Regions from separate parts of the Mus musculus genome. Here region 1 is linked to region 2. Evidence: chromatin contacts called from public promoter capture Hi-C data. All regions are on one chromosome and are shown on one strand. The core of a region is the stretch at or near the end of the contact, and the rest is flanking DNA. Distances in the headings are between cores, read along the strand shown. Region 1 holds the start of Ccnj (cyclin J). Region 2 overlaps Cc2d2b (coiled-coil and C2 domain containing 2B).

Region 1 (7,470 bases), core at 264-2,763, 64 kb after region 2:
TATGGATTTATCTTTCATTTATTATGACTTTTCTCTTCCCAGTAGAATGTAAACTGTGGGAACACAGAGTTGAAGTGCCTTCTGCCCAGCTCACTCTAAAGGGATGAAAAAAATAGTAAGACCGAAATTCCTTTTAGGAATGTAGACTCTAGAGAGACCACCAGAGACATACACAGGCATGAACAAGGATGAATACTGGCATCTTATAAAGAGCCATCTAAGTCTAGAATAATACATGATTTCTGAACCGGTCTCTCCCGGCAAACAACGTGTTCAAAGTAGACTGTAGGACAACCTGCTTATTACAGGATCGCATAGGCAATTATAGTCTGTGACCCACTTTTCTGAAAAGGTTCTTAAGAAAGGCCTGGACCCTAAATCATTTGGAAGCCAAAAGCTGCTTAGTAGTCGTGAATTGGAAACTGAGTACTACTTAAATACCATAAATGACATGGAAATTTTAGCCAGATAACGTCCTTTCCCTCTACTAGTAGTCTCTTCCCGAAATGCACCGGGCTAGGCTGGGTTCTGCCAATTTTCACGTGCATGCTTCCAGTTTCTTCCCATCATTTCCTGAACCCCTGCTCTCCCCAGGCATTGTATAACACTGTCACACAGGGGTCTGCAGCAGCCCTTCCGGGATGGATGCAAATACCAGGGTGATAAGCCATGCTCCCGAAGTGTGCACTCATCCTTTTCTGTACTAGCCCTTTGTCACTCTTCCTCTTTCTAAACAAAATATTCAAAGTAAGGGGTGAGGTCTCATGATTTATGTTTAAATATTGAAGGAAGTCGCTTTACAGTCTCTGGAAAATTGAGGGAACCCATCTACTTCTTTTGGGGTGGTCCTCCAGACACTCTCAAATACAACTGATGGGGTTTCTGTTACATTTCCAGCCCCAGCCAATCGCCTCAATTGACGCTGGAGTGTTCCCACCGTTTAGGGTCTCTTCCTTGACCACCACAGATGGTCAATTACATCCATTATGGATCTGACAAGCCAGGTTGCTAAAGATGTCAATTCCAGTCGCAACTCGCGCGAATCGCCGAAGTGAAAGCAACAAGAAGAGCTGAGTTAGAAGAGCTAAAAGGAGTACTGGGTTTAGAGGGGAGACTGGAGCAGAACTCGACAACCAAAGCGCCTTAGGGACTGGTAAGAGCTAAAGCCCATTCGGAAGGCTTAGGGTAGGGGGAGGATCCCGGAGAGCAGCCCCTCGGAAGTGAGACAGCGGGCCAGATCCGCGCTGCCAAGTTTTAATCCCGGGGCTGAGACATCGCATCTTTCTTTGCCAGCACCCGGGACCCATCAAAGATTCTCTGCAGGTGAGCGGCCCTCGGGCGCCGACAGACCGCGGAGGCTGCAGAGCGAGACCGCCCGGCACCGGGCAGGGGCCCGGGAGACGGAGTAGCACCTGGCTCGGCCCGGCCGCCGATTGGACGGCGAGGCGCGACCCCGCTGTATCGCGAGAGCCGATTGGCAGCGCGGGGCGGCCCGTGCCCCGGCGCTGGCTTTGTACGGCGAGCCGCCTGCCGGTCCTTTAACAATGGGCGGCGCGAGCGCCCGGGTGCTGGGCCCTAGCTGAGGCGGGGGCTTCGCGGCCGACGGTCCGCGGCATGAACGCTGCCGGCGCCCCGTGCACGCCGGCCGGGCTGGGGCTCTGAGGGCCGCGGTTCCGGGTAAGAAACCGCGTGGGCCGGGCAGGCCTGCGGGAGCGCAGCGAGGCGAGGGGAAGCGAGGCGCGGAGCACGGCCGCCCGCCCGGCCTTTTGTTTGCCGCTCCGGGTCCGCGCTGCGGCGGGCGCACCGCAGACCCCCAGGGTGGTGGAGCGTGCGGGGCTGTCGGCGCGGACCTGGTGTCGCGCGCTGGTCACTCTCCATTCCGGCGACGTTCTGACAATGTCAGGGCTCCCGCGCCTAAGTGCAGGCGGCTGAGGTCGAACCCAGAACTCGGAGAGCCCGAGGTGGGCCGTCCCGCCCGGAGCTTTCAGAGCTCGCACCTTTCTGCAGTTCTTGCAGCGGGCGATTGCAGACGACTGGGTAGATCAGGCCTTGCTGGCGTTGGAAGATGGCTCGGGGTCGGGTCAGGTGAAGAGGAGCAGCCGCACGGGGTGACCTGAGATCGCATCCCTGGAGGAGGGGGCGCGGAGGATCGCGGGGGGACTGGGGGGGGGGGGAGTTGCTGGCCGTGACCGCGTCTGGGGCGTGTCTTCCAGACTGAAGTTGCGGCGTCTGGCCGGGCGCACCTCCGGCTTCCATGGAGCTGGAGGGGCAGTGGTGGCGAGGACAGCTGGCTGCGGATATTCACCAGGCGCTTCGGTACAAGGTAACTCCCGAGACCCGACTTTCCCCATCCCGGCTCTTGTGCTTCCTGGAAAGGCCAGTCAGGTTCTTTACTCTCTACCTTCCAGGCCAGAGAAGGCGAGTTTGCTCATTTGTCAAAGTTAATTAACTTCTTCCTTCCCTGGGCTGCATCCGAAGAACCTGTAAATGTGGAGAAGACTGGGGCGTGGTAGTTGGGAGAAGGAAGGTGGATGGTGTTCCGATGTTGCCAGGTCGACCATGGGTGTGTGTGTGTGTGTGTGTGTCTGTCTGTCTGTCTGTCTGTGTCTGTGTGTGAGTGAACAGCCCTCCTTGTTTCGTACATGCTGTTGCATGAAGCTGGTGTAAGCCCTGTACATAACTCAGTTCTCCAACCTTTCCCCAAACCTGCTCTGAGACTTCGGACAACTTAATTTTCTCTTTCTCAGTTTCCTCGTCTGTAAAAGGAGAAATAACAACGACAGAACGTCCTTATGGGGTGATTGTGAAATCTGTTAAGTATGTACTGTGCAGGAACTTAGAACAGTGTAAGAGCTATGTGATAACTTACTGTTCCTTGGTCCTTCAAATCCAGGCTATACAAAAAGCCTTAAGGTGGAGGGAGCTATTCCTTGGTAATGTCAAGTGTAGAAAATAGACACAATGTTCTTAATAGTCATGGGGGGGGGGGAACCTACTCCTTTTGGACCAAAGCCTGGGTATTCTAACTAATGATTATAGGATGGATGTTATAAGTCAGATATATGCGATAGCCCTGCTTCTCTGACAGCCAGAGGGAAGACCCAGAATGATCAACTTAACTCAGTTTCACCTTGGATGAAAACTGGGAAAGGATCGAAACAGCTGACTCTTTAATAAGATCCTGTAGCTTGAGCCTTAGGGATTTTTCAATGATAATAGGTTTATATCTGGTGTATATGACCAAATTAAGCAGATTAGGACATGGAATCTTGGCTTAAGTTGTTAAAATTGCACCCCCAGCTTGAAATTTCCAAAAGTTCTTTAATAGTCCTGGCATTCAGTCTCTTACTCTGAGTACATCCCAGACCCCTATGAGATTGCTCTACATAAATGTTCCAACTACGGAAAGGTTCTTTGGAATGTTAGAGGGAAAAGTCCCAATTCACTTTGAATTTTGGGGAGGTATATTTGGATTTTTCTAAGTGTCAGTCTTTTTATCTTTCTAGTGTGTAGCAAAACTAGTTACTTGGTTTAAATGGTAATGGTACTTTGAGTGTGGGGGTGGGGCTGACAGTTTAAAGATTTTTTTTTCATGATGATCCCTGTGACTTTTAGTTCTAATACTTCATATGTAGGTAGTTTTAATCATAAAGAATTGACTGAATTAGTTTTACAGGTGATCTTAGACGTAGAATTTTCTTTCTTTCTTAAGTTAGAGTTTGTTGGCATGCTTATGTAGTCTCTGAAGGAGTTAGGGAATAAGGCAGCCCTGTAGTCAGGTGGATGTTGGGGATTACTTCTGAAGCCTGTCTCAGGCCACCTGTTGCAAACTACTTGGGGTTGCCTTTATGTTGTCTTTAAGCTCTCTGTAGACGACGGTCCTGATGTCTGGCAATAGTAACATAGAGGATTTACATTAATGTGTAGGACTTGAACTTTACAGCTGGAGAGATCACTATTTGTAGTGCACTGGAGTCAAGGAAGTTAAATAAACTTTTCTCATTAAAGATGCTAAAGTCAGCTATTAATCGGTGGTTTGATCCTTTGCTTGTGCAGCCTGCTTAGTACTTAGCATATTGGAGGTGTTAGAGCAGTAACTAGTGTGACCAGCGTGGTCCTTGCCGCCAACAATCTGTTTTATAAGTTGAAGGCATCTCCCCAGGGCAGTTACCCTTCATCGGCTGTGAACGATGGTCTAAGTTTAAACCCACCAGATTTTAAAGAGATAATTGATGTGACCAACATTGTGTTGACTGGGAAGAAGTGAAGAATAATGAATGCCAACTGGGCTACTTTTGTAAATATGGTTTCCCACTCAAAAAGACTTTAAGCGCCTATCTTCTTATCAGTCTGCCCCATGTTCCAGTCCTGTAACTCTCGGGAAAGTATTGAGGAGCTTCAGAGACAAATGGGAACAATCATAGTTCTGTGCGAAACATAAGAAAATATCGGTCCGAGGAGTTAGTTGTAGTTACACTTGGTAGCTTCCTGTAGGCCTTTATTTCCAAACTGGCTAGAGAGGAGACTTTAGGTGGTACGTTTGGCTTCCCTGAACTTTGGTCCTCCAAATTCCTGACCTGATCCTCTGGAACAAGGGTGTTCCATTCTAAGGCACAGAGAAAGATAGCGGAAGAAAGTCGTAGCTGAGAAACGGGTAGTTTCTTTTCCATGCCTGCGCAAAGACAACAGGGTCTGACAGTGTTCTCATCAGCACTTGTACTTTCCCACTGAAGAAGACAAGTGACCTGTGTTGTTCATGTTAGTTTAACTCTTCTGCGGAGCCTGGGGACGTAGCTCAACAGGTAGAGGTACTTGTGATCCGAGCTTTACCCCTGAGTTCACTTAAAGATGGAAGGAAAAAAACCATCTCTCCATGTGTACAGCATGGCATTGTGCCTACCCACAAATACCATGACTCACACAGCATTAACAGCGAGTAAGAATAAAATCTCCCTGATGGCCCTGGGTTCCAGGCTGGCTTTACAACTGTTGGTAAAATTAACATAGTTAAAAGTAAAGCCCACCAATATTTTCTAGATAGGACCGCCAGTTTGTCTTTTAAGGTATATTCAGGCCTCTTTTTCTGGAACTCCCTCTCCCTGTGGCCAAGCTAGGTCATCTTTGGTGTTCTCGACAGCGTATTTTATGATCTCTGCATCCCAATTCTTTTGAGTTTCAGCTTTCTAAACTAAAACTAAGTGTTCGTTGTGGAACTTCCCAGTTCTCAGGTACCTAGCCCAGGAACCACTTTGAGCCTCTATGACTTTGATCAAATACTTCGTGTAAGTGGGATTATATTAACATAATAATTGTCCTTTTGTGTGACTAGTGTATGATCTCCCAAGTTCACCCTTGCAGCATATGTCACAGTTTCCTTTTGAAAGCCGAACAGTGTGTGTGTGCGCGCACACACATCTGCTCATCCGCGTTTGGGTTGCTAGTTTTGCTTTTTTTGCTCATTGTGGTAATGGTGTTATGGACATGGGTGTGCAAATGCCTACCTATCTCCCTGCTTTCAAATACGTGGGATATATAATTAAAAGTGGAAATGTGGCATCCTGGGGCAAGTGTTTTGAAAACTACCGGACTGTTGCCTCCAGCAATTACCTCATTTTACTTTACAGTAGGATTGGGCAGGGATTCTAGTTTCTGCGTGGCCTGGTCAGTGCTTGCTATTTCCCCCTTTTTGAGGGCTTTCTGGGGATGGGGTTGCTTTTGATAATAGCATTCTAAATGGGTATGAGGCGTTAGCTTGTGGTTTTGGTTTTGTATTTTCTGAAATGATTAAAGCTGTTGAGCATCTCTTTCTGTTCGTGTTGGCTTCTTTATGGTTTTTTTTTCTCTGTATGTCGCCATGTTCCATTGAAGTCATGTGTGAGTGGTATGTGTACATAGGTAATACTCTGGGTGTCTTCCTCCATCCATTGCATTGCTGTAGGAAAGGAGCTCTCACTGAACTCTCTTTGGCTGGGTTGGCTGACCAGCAAGCCCCGTGAGTCCGCCTGCCCTTCCTTCCCCTGATGCTGGAGTTAGAGACATGGGCAACTGTACTCAGCCGTTTATACAGGTTCTGGGATCTGATTTGGGTCCTCTTGCTTTCCTAGAAAGCTCTCTTGTCCTCTCAGCCATCTCCTGAGCTAGTTTGTCTGTTTTCTTAGTGAAAATGTCCAAGTTATTTTCCCACTTTAAAATTAGATTGTTTTATTGCTTTTAAGTTGTAGGAATTCTTTCTGTAATTTGGGAAGGATTGGGGATGTATCTAAGTAACGGGGTGTCTAGTCCGTGCAAGGCCATAGGTTCAATTCTTCACATTCTAGAATAAGAGAAAGGAAGCTTTAAAAGTAATTTGGCTCCTAACGTCTTATCAGATATATGAATTTAGACGGTTCCTCCTGTCCCAAGGGCTGCCCTTTTTCACTCCGATGGCTTCCTTCAAGATACACTTTCTTTACGAAGTCTCATTTTTGTTTTATTTCTCTGTGCTTTTGGTTGTGATTCTGTTGTGATTACCTGTAAGGCTTAGTCTCAGCATCACACTGATCTTACAAAATGAATTTCAGAGCTTTCCATCTTGATACACATTTGGATACTCCCCCCACCCCGTGTGTGTGTGTGTGTGTGTGTGTGTGTGTGTGTGTGTGTGTGTGTATGAGTGGTATTTCGTGCTGTGAGAACTGAACCCAGGGCTTAATACATGATAGGAGTATGCTCTACCACTAAGTTATATTCCCGGCCGCAGAGTCTCCTAATAATACAAAATTTTGAAACACATTGTTTAATACTGTCTTGATTAGAAAAATTTTAGGTATATAAAGAATGGTGACAAAATAAACATCGTAAGGGGTAGGAGGGAGGTAAAATTAAAAGAGGCTGACAGGTTCTTTCTGGTCTCTACAGCCCTGCACAGTCCCAGGAGCCTACTCACCAGTCCGCTCCCTTTCAACCAAAACTTTGACCTCCTTGGAGGGAGAGTGTATTTGCAGTGTGGTTTTTCTTAAAGCCATACACCTTCCACTCAACTTTATTGCTGCGCTCCTTTCGAGCAAAGTGTGTCTTTAAGCTCTCACTACACAATATGTTAGGAAAACAACGTTAAGTCTTGATACTCTGAAGATACGTCTATATATTAAATATTCCTCCTCTTGATCTAGGAGCTGAAGCTGCCTTCTTACAAGGGCCAATCTCCTCAGCTGAACCTCAGGCGGTATTTTGCTGATTTGATTGCCATTGTGAGCAATCGCTTCACCCTCTGCCCCCCTGCCCGCCATCTCGCCGTCTACCTGCTGGACCTGTTCATGGACCGCTATGACATCTCCATTCAGCAGCTACACTTAGTTGCGCTTTCCTGTCTGCTTCTAGCAAGTGAGTATGAACTGGAGTGACCCGACTCAAGGCCGACAGCGCTGACAGGATGAAACCGGAGAACTCACCGCATTATTGTCAAATCCCAGTCACTTCCCATTTATTGCT
Region 2 (6,935 bases), core at 2,796-5,295:
GGAGGGATGCTCCTTCGAGATAGGACAGCATCCCCCCCCCCTTGTTACTCAATGCTCATTGATGTCCACCTACATTTCAATCTCCTCAGCTTAGACTCCATCCCACAGCAGCCACCAGCACAAGGAATGCTCTGCTGCGAGCTGCTTACTGAAGACCAGGAAGGTGACGGTTTGGGGTAGCAGCTGGGTTGGACTAAATGAGAAAGAGTTGGGCAGACAGGTGCTTATTGGGTCAAGATCAGGGCTTAGCCCAAACTGAAAACAAAGATGAGTTGGTAAGGTTCACAAAGATGTCTGTAGGTCAAAACATCAGGAGTCAAATTGAGGACCCATTTTCTTCAGCCATCAGGAGGACTGAGAACCCTGGCCTACATCGGTGGTGTAGAGGAACATTGCATGGGAGCACCAGCTGGAGCAAAGGACCCCTCATACTTCATAGTTGGTGATCAAGATATTTAAGGAGCTTTCCTCTGTGGCGAGTCCCCCAGAGCTTACTTATGCTTGTTACCGTTATACCTTGAATCTCCAAAAGACACCACAAAAATAGCTGCCTGTAAAATATTTCTGTGATTTCATAAAAGGGATAGGAAGGCAGGAATGTTGGCAGGACCTGACACCAACCCAGGTGATGCCCAACTGTGCTTCAGTCAATTCGGGAAGGATACAGGGAAGGAGGGAAAAGAGGAATAATGTTGAGAGGAAAACAACAAGAACGGGGTTGGAAAAATGTCATCATGGGTTGGGCGTGACAGCCTTAATCCCAGCACTTGGGAGGCAGAGGCAAGTGTTCAGGGCCAGACTGGCCTACAGAGTGACTTCCAGGACAGCCAGGACTGCACAGAGAAACCCGATGTCTAAATAAATCTATAAATAAAGAAGAAAAAGAAAAAATGTCATCCGGTATAAATAATTTTTGAGCCCCCAAGTCTAAAATACTTACAAAAAATTGTTTTGCTAGGATTGGTCAAAGAGCAGGTAAGGGTCTGTAGCCACAAGAATTCCATGATCTGGTTGTGCTAGCACACACCGCTTGTGTTGGGTATGCAGCTCATAGCAGCTGTTAGGAGACTGAAGCAGAAGAATCTTAGAATTTATTTTAGCTCAGTGTAGGCTACAAAGTGAATTCTGTGCTGGCTAGAGCAACATGCCGAGCCTCTCTTAAAACCCAAGGAAAAATAAAAATGATCCTGCAATTCTATTTTATTACTTACCCTAAGTGTATATTTTTAGAATTAGAGGAGTATGTTTTACTGCATGATATATTTGAATGATACTTTGTTCAATACACAAAGATTTTAAATTATGTAGTCACCTGAAGCAATCTAATTTATTCAGTTTTTGTGAGCAGATCCATCCATACTCACGAGAGGCACTGATCAACAATAATATATGTTTTCATACTGAAAACCAGATTTTAAAACAATTTATATAAATAAGCCTGTATTTCAGAATTTTACTCCAACCACTTGGCCATAGACTTCTTTCTTTCCTCTTCGTTATTTTCTCTTAAATACTTTGTAGAAAATGGTTTCTCTGCTTTTCAGGTAGTGCTGCTTTGGGGGGGTGGGGGTGGAAACCAAACAGAGGAGGTTTGAAGGCCACGTGGGTCTTCCCATATCAGGCCTGCGTCTGAACCTTTTCACTAGGGTGGAAGGGGCCCAAGTTATTCTGTTTCAGCAACATTCACTGGAGAATTGAACAGTGAGCTATAGAAAATACCACATAACATTAACCTTAAATGAGTTCCTCTTTATTCAGCCAAACCTTATCTTATTAAATTATATATTTATAATTTATATATAATTACACACACACACACACACACACAGAGAGAGGGAGAGAGAGAGAGAGAGAGAGAGTTTTAGCTAGCACTTGACCTGGGCTAAATGAATTGGAAGGCTCCAGAATGTACCATTTATTTGCATACCGGTCATGGGAGGAAAGCGTGCAGACCAATTTTTATTTTTGCTATTCAACAGAAAACAGTAAGTGAGAGTTACTCCAAGCAATCTGCATCTGGTGGTGGTTTCCGAAACACTGCTGAGGGCCCAGATGAGGATTTTATGGAAGAAGTGATTTTAACGGATTTATTTGAAGTGAAAGCTGCAGATTATGAAGATGACCAAGAACAGATTAAAAAACAGGAGGCAAATATTTTTGTGCCAAGTAGTTCTCCAGGTAACACACTCCCCTGAAATACACAAGTCATGGATACTCCGTGTTCTAGGGTACCAACTTCTGTGCCTGCCGGGGCAGTAAAGGGTATTGACCTTCTATGCATTTATTCTCCCATCGTGGTCTTTAAAGTGATTATCTAAGTTTTGTCGTTAAGTGGCCAGCCAGCAGAAACTGCCGAAAGGCATGCTCCCTCGAATTTTAGAAGACGAAGGGCTCTACGTTCAGAAAAAGCCAGAGACATATAAAAAGATCTGCAACAAAATGGAAAATCGCCTGCTCAGCCTGCAGGAGGCAAGTATATCAGCTGATGAGTTAAGCCAGGAACAGACAGCATGTGGCGTTTGTTTTTTAGTGAAATACTCAGTTGCTATACTTTGTACCTATCTCTGATAGGGAAAATGTTGGTTTGAAGAAAGTGGAGAAATAATGTCATTGCCTTCACCTATTAGACCGTCTTGGAATTATAGGCTCTGCATGAGCAAGGAATCTTTGAATCCGGCACTAAAGACTATACACAGAAAGGTAAGCAACGGCTATCTGCTCATAGTAACTCTTAGATAACGGCTCCTGTAACATCAATTATAACTTATGTTCTTACGTTTTTATTTTACCTTCGAAAGATACCTGAGCTTAGTCATAGAATAGCTAACCTTGGATAAAATGTTAAGTAATCTTCAAGATTGTTGAGGTCTATTTAATGGTGGGAAATGCTCAAGTAAAACATGATGTGAAAACCATAATAAAAATTTGTATGATTCTCACCTTGTATATATATATATAAAGCGCCAAATGGATGGTAGTCAAGGGAACCACCATTTTTAACTCTTAGCTATGTGTATTACTCTCTCCCTATTGGTTTTGTCCAATTTCTAAGTGGAATCATAAAAATTACTCTGTTTGTATGAAGCAATAGTTAGCTTATTTTTTTTCTGTATAGAAATCAATTGTAAGAAAACCACATTTTATTGATCTATTTTTCTACTAATGGATATCAGGTGTATCCACTTTTTGGCCATTGTAACAACAATGTCAGAGAAATGTTTGCACATATTTTTTGACTATACATGTATATATATTTTCGGCTGGCTAGATGTCACAGAATAGAAATGCTACTTGTAGGTTTGTATGTATTCAGTTTTGCTATATAACAGTCCCTGTGGTCGTTTGAATAAGAGTGGCCCCCGTGGGCTCATAGAGTTGAATACTTAGTCATCAGGGAGTGGCATTATTAGAGAAAGATTAGGAGGTGTGGCCTTGTTGGAGGAAGTATGTCACTGGGGGTGGGCTTTAAGGTTTCAAAAGCCCAAGCTGGCCAGGTCTAATCTTCCTACCTCTATCCCTCACCATTCTCCTCTCTCCATCTCTGTCTCTTCATCTCTCTCTGTGTCTGTCTCAGTCTCTCTCTCCATCTCTCTCTGTGAGTGTCTCTCTTTCCTGCCTACAGATCAGGATTTAGCTCTCAGCTACCGCTCTAATACTATGTATGCCACCATGCTCCCCATCATGATGATAACGGTCTAAACCTCTGAACTATAAGCCAGCCCCCACTTAAATGCTTTCTTTGCTAGGAGTTGGTCATGGTGTCTCCTCACAGCAACGGAACAGTGACTAAGCCAGTGGTTAATAAGAGAAAGGGTAACTCCTTGGTTTATGAGTTGAGTGGATGGATTTTGGTGCTATATACGAAGATGGAGAATTCTTGGGAGTGGAAGTTCTAGCTTATCATCTCCACAAATAATGCATTCCTGTGTTGCATAGTTCTAATTTTTCCTACTGTTGATTTAAAATCTGCCTCCTGAGTGCTGTATTTATTTGAACTTGTCTGACCACAGAGCACTCATAAAGCACTTTACTCCTGTGGCAGCTGAACCACTTGAAGTCTACAGACTATAGTCACTCCCCCTTTTAGATTTTGCTTACAGCATAAACTCACATCCTTTGGTTGTTACTAGAAACTCCATCAGCTTGGTTACTGTGCCTTAACTACTGAGGACCTCAGTCAGTAAATAACGAGTAAGAAAAGACCAAGGAAAGGCTAATGTCTCCCCACGGGAATAAATAAGATCAAGGTGTGTCATAGCTAGCTAGTGCTTCATTTACTAAACAAAACAAGCTTCTCTAACGTGAAATTTCCACAGTTTATCATCTAATAGTTTTAAACTGAAACTGTTGTCCTCTTGGTGCTTTTTCAAGGCATGACCAATTTACCAATATGATAACTGATAAATTAATTCCTTAGATGGACACTGAGCTGTCCATTATATAGAGGACAGGGACTTAACAGATGTTGTTAGTAAACAAGATTTTATGGCTTTTCCCCTTCCTCCCTGAAGCCCTAGGGATGAGTTCCTAGCTCAGGGAAAAGTAAGGAGGCAGAGGTTTAGAAACAATGCTGGTGGCCTCTAGTCTTCAGAGAGCCCCCAGACTGCCATCTGGCTTGGGGCAGATCATTTATTCCAGCTTAACAGCAGATGTGACAGCAATGGCACAGGCAGTGTCAGAGCCATCTAGGAAAAGCAAAGGCATGTAAGTAAAATTTCTGGAGATGGCCCACCATTTTGCATGGCCTGCGATGGATGAGCTCTAAGAATCTAAGGAGCAAGGTCCTTAGAGACTTCATCCCAGGATTGCTTCCTGCTGCTGCTATGCCTTTCCTGTCACTAGTTCATAGCCCAGTGATTCCTGGGCATCAGCCCACCCTATTGGGCAGATTTTTTGCAGAATCAATGTGAAGATGCACTCTCACGTTGTAATGCTATGTAGGCAAATTGATGATTCCATAATTCTTGATAATGATTTTATAGAATTCCTTACTTTATACAACTATAGATTAGGCTGCAAATAGAGCTTTGTAAAAACCTTCATGTGTCATAGGCTAATTGCGCTAGAAATAGAAAGCAGACTTTGGACAAATTTATAACCAAAGAAAACATTCCTTCTAGGTTAGATGTGAGATCATTGTCTGCTAACTAAAGGTCATAAACTAGTAATGGACAATTTATTCTAGCTTCAAGGACAGAAAACAAAATATTGACTGGTTATCTGTACAATATGTCAAAACTAATGATACACAAGGCAGATGATTTGTCTCTTGACAAAACGGTGGTAACTTGTAAACATACAAATTATTGCTTTAAACTTATAATGAACTTATAAGGGGACTTTGTAACAGATACTGAATGTTTAGTCAGATACCAGTCTTAATAGAAAGATATGTAAGTAAGTCACTTGTAACTCCTAAAACCTTACCAATCTATGACATAAACTATTGCCTTAAGTTTACTGTGAATTTATTGGAATGTACAAATATTTAGAGAATCATGCAATCAATTCTGCTCTAACGGTTCTACCTGATAGCTGTTTGAGATCATTTTTAGAGAAAATATAAAAACTAAGAACTGTAATAAAATGACGGTGCAGCTTTCTTCAGCTTCATCCAGTATGTGTATATGTGTCTCTCTCCTCCCCCCGCCTCTTTCCCCCCCCTCTTTCTTTTCTCTCTGGTTCATGAAGAGTTAATGAACTCTGAGCCTTTTACCTGGCCAGTGAGAGGCTCTTGAGCCAGAAAGAAAAGAGCCTAGTAACTTAACTTTTTCTCTTAATCCCTTGCTATAAGCAGGAGTTAATTGCCAGAAACCAGCAGCTTTTAGCCACACTATAGCAAGATAGAGTCAAAATTCCAGAGGCCATCAGCTTCTGGCCCCCGGAACAGTGAAGAAGAGTTATAAAGGCAGAGATCATATGCCTTTGGTCTTTGTCAGATGCTGTGTCCCATCTCAGCAGTACTTGGCCCGCCAGGGCTGGCTCTTCAGCAAGGCTGGAAGACATGGTCTTGGTCGAATTTCTGTTTAAATAACATAGTATCACAGACAGTGTAAGCATCAGAGTTTACTTACTGAGGCTTCTGATTCCTCTCTAGGGAGCACATCTGATAATGGCCGTGCTGGCAGAGTCCCAAGACAGGGCAGGGTGTCATGGCGCGAGGCAAGAAGCATACAAGACTCAGACAAACAGCTTTTTTACAGCTGATGACACATGCTTGAGATAACCAGTTAAATTTGTCCTGGTTAAGTTTTTGTCAGCTTGACACAAGCTGGAGTTATCTGGGATAAGGAACCCCAATTGAGGCAATGTCTTTATCGGATTGCCTGCAGGGCATGTAGTCTGTAGGGCACGTGGGCCACATTAACCCTTTCCTCTCCAGGTCATGGTTTTCATTACAGCAGTAGAAGCAGAGTAAGGCACCATTAGTTGCATGCAGCTATTAATCAGTGATTAATATGTTTATGAGAAAAGTGGACTAATAACCTCCTGAAGTCCCACTTGGTCCAACTTCTAAATAACCCTCAACAGCAATCAAATTTCATTGTGAGCTTCAGAGGGGGAAAGCCCCTTTCAAACCCCAACAGTAGATTTGTTATACCAGACTGATCCAGAGGGAAGGCTCAGTGCCGTCCTTCTGAGGTGGATTCAGTCCTGTTAGATTAGACTGTACGTGCTAAGGAACTCATCATCTTTCTCAAATTGCATCATTAAAAATCAGCCATACATATTTAGATATGCATGTTTAAATTAAAAACAACAGATTAAGGCATAGACGAACCATTTTGCAAATAATCTACGACTTCTAGACTGAAACAATTATAATTGAGGTTCAGTCTAATATTCAAGTAAGAGATAGTGTTCTGTACAGAAAGGGCTGGTGTCCTTAGACCACTTAGAGAGTCTAGGTTTTTTTTTTGAAGGGATTTTTTCAG

What was found. Promoter capture Hi-C pulls out the DNA fragments that hold promoters and counts their contacts.
Region 1: a promoter capture Hi-C map of the C10 cell line shows a contact between it and region 2. The contact joins the promoter of Ccnj here to the enhancer-like site in region 2. A contact is called at or near these places in 8 of 39 promoter capture datasets (the C10 cell line, the HPC-7 cell line, cranial neural crest and 5 more), 16 of 484 Hi-C or Micro-C datasets (CD4 T cells, the G1E-ER4 cell line, LSK cells and 8 more), 14 of 115 datasets of contacts at active chromatin or transcription factors (bone marrow-derived macrophages, double positive thymocytes, effector CD8 T cells and 7 more) and 3 of 9 other capture datasets (adipose tissue, liver and pancreatic islet).

The regions. Positions count from the first base shown.
Region 1 is chr19:40,829,766-40,837,235 of GRCm38.p6, forward strand. It overlaps Ccnj (cyclin J), which reads left to right and starts at 1,514. Exons shown (of 6, transcript NM_172839.4): 1 at 1,514-1,677; 2 at 2,214-2,323; 3 at 7,152-7,362. The coding sequence starts at 2,255. It overlaps Cc2d2b (coiled-coil and C2 domain containing 2B), which reads left to right. Exons shown (of 35, transcript NM_001376940.1): 35 at 1-13.
Region 2 is chr19:40,763,371-40,770,305 of GRCm38.p6, forward strand. Cc2d2b (coiled-coil and C2 domain containing 2B) reads left to right here. Exons shown (of 35, transcript NM_001376940.1): 7 at 1,980-2,178; 8 at 2,333-2,469; 9 at 2,572-2,700. Among named protein-coding and RNA genes, the nearest start is that of Cc2d2b, 18 kb to the left of the region's middle. Within about 2 kb of position 4,046, at least 2 of the 459 cell types and tissues checked have an H3K27ac peak or open chromatin away from gene starts, as enhancers often do.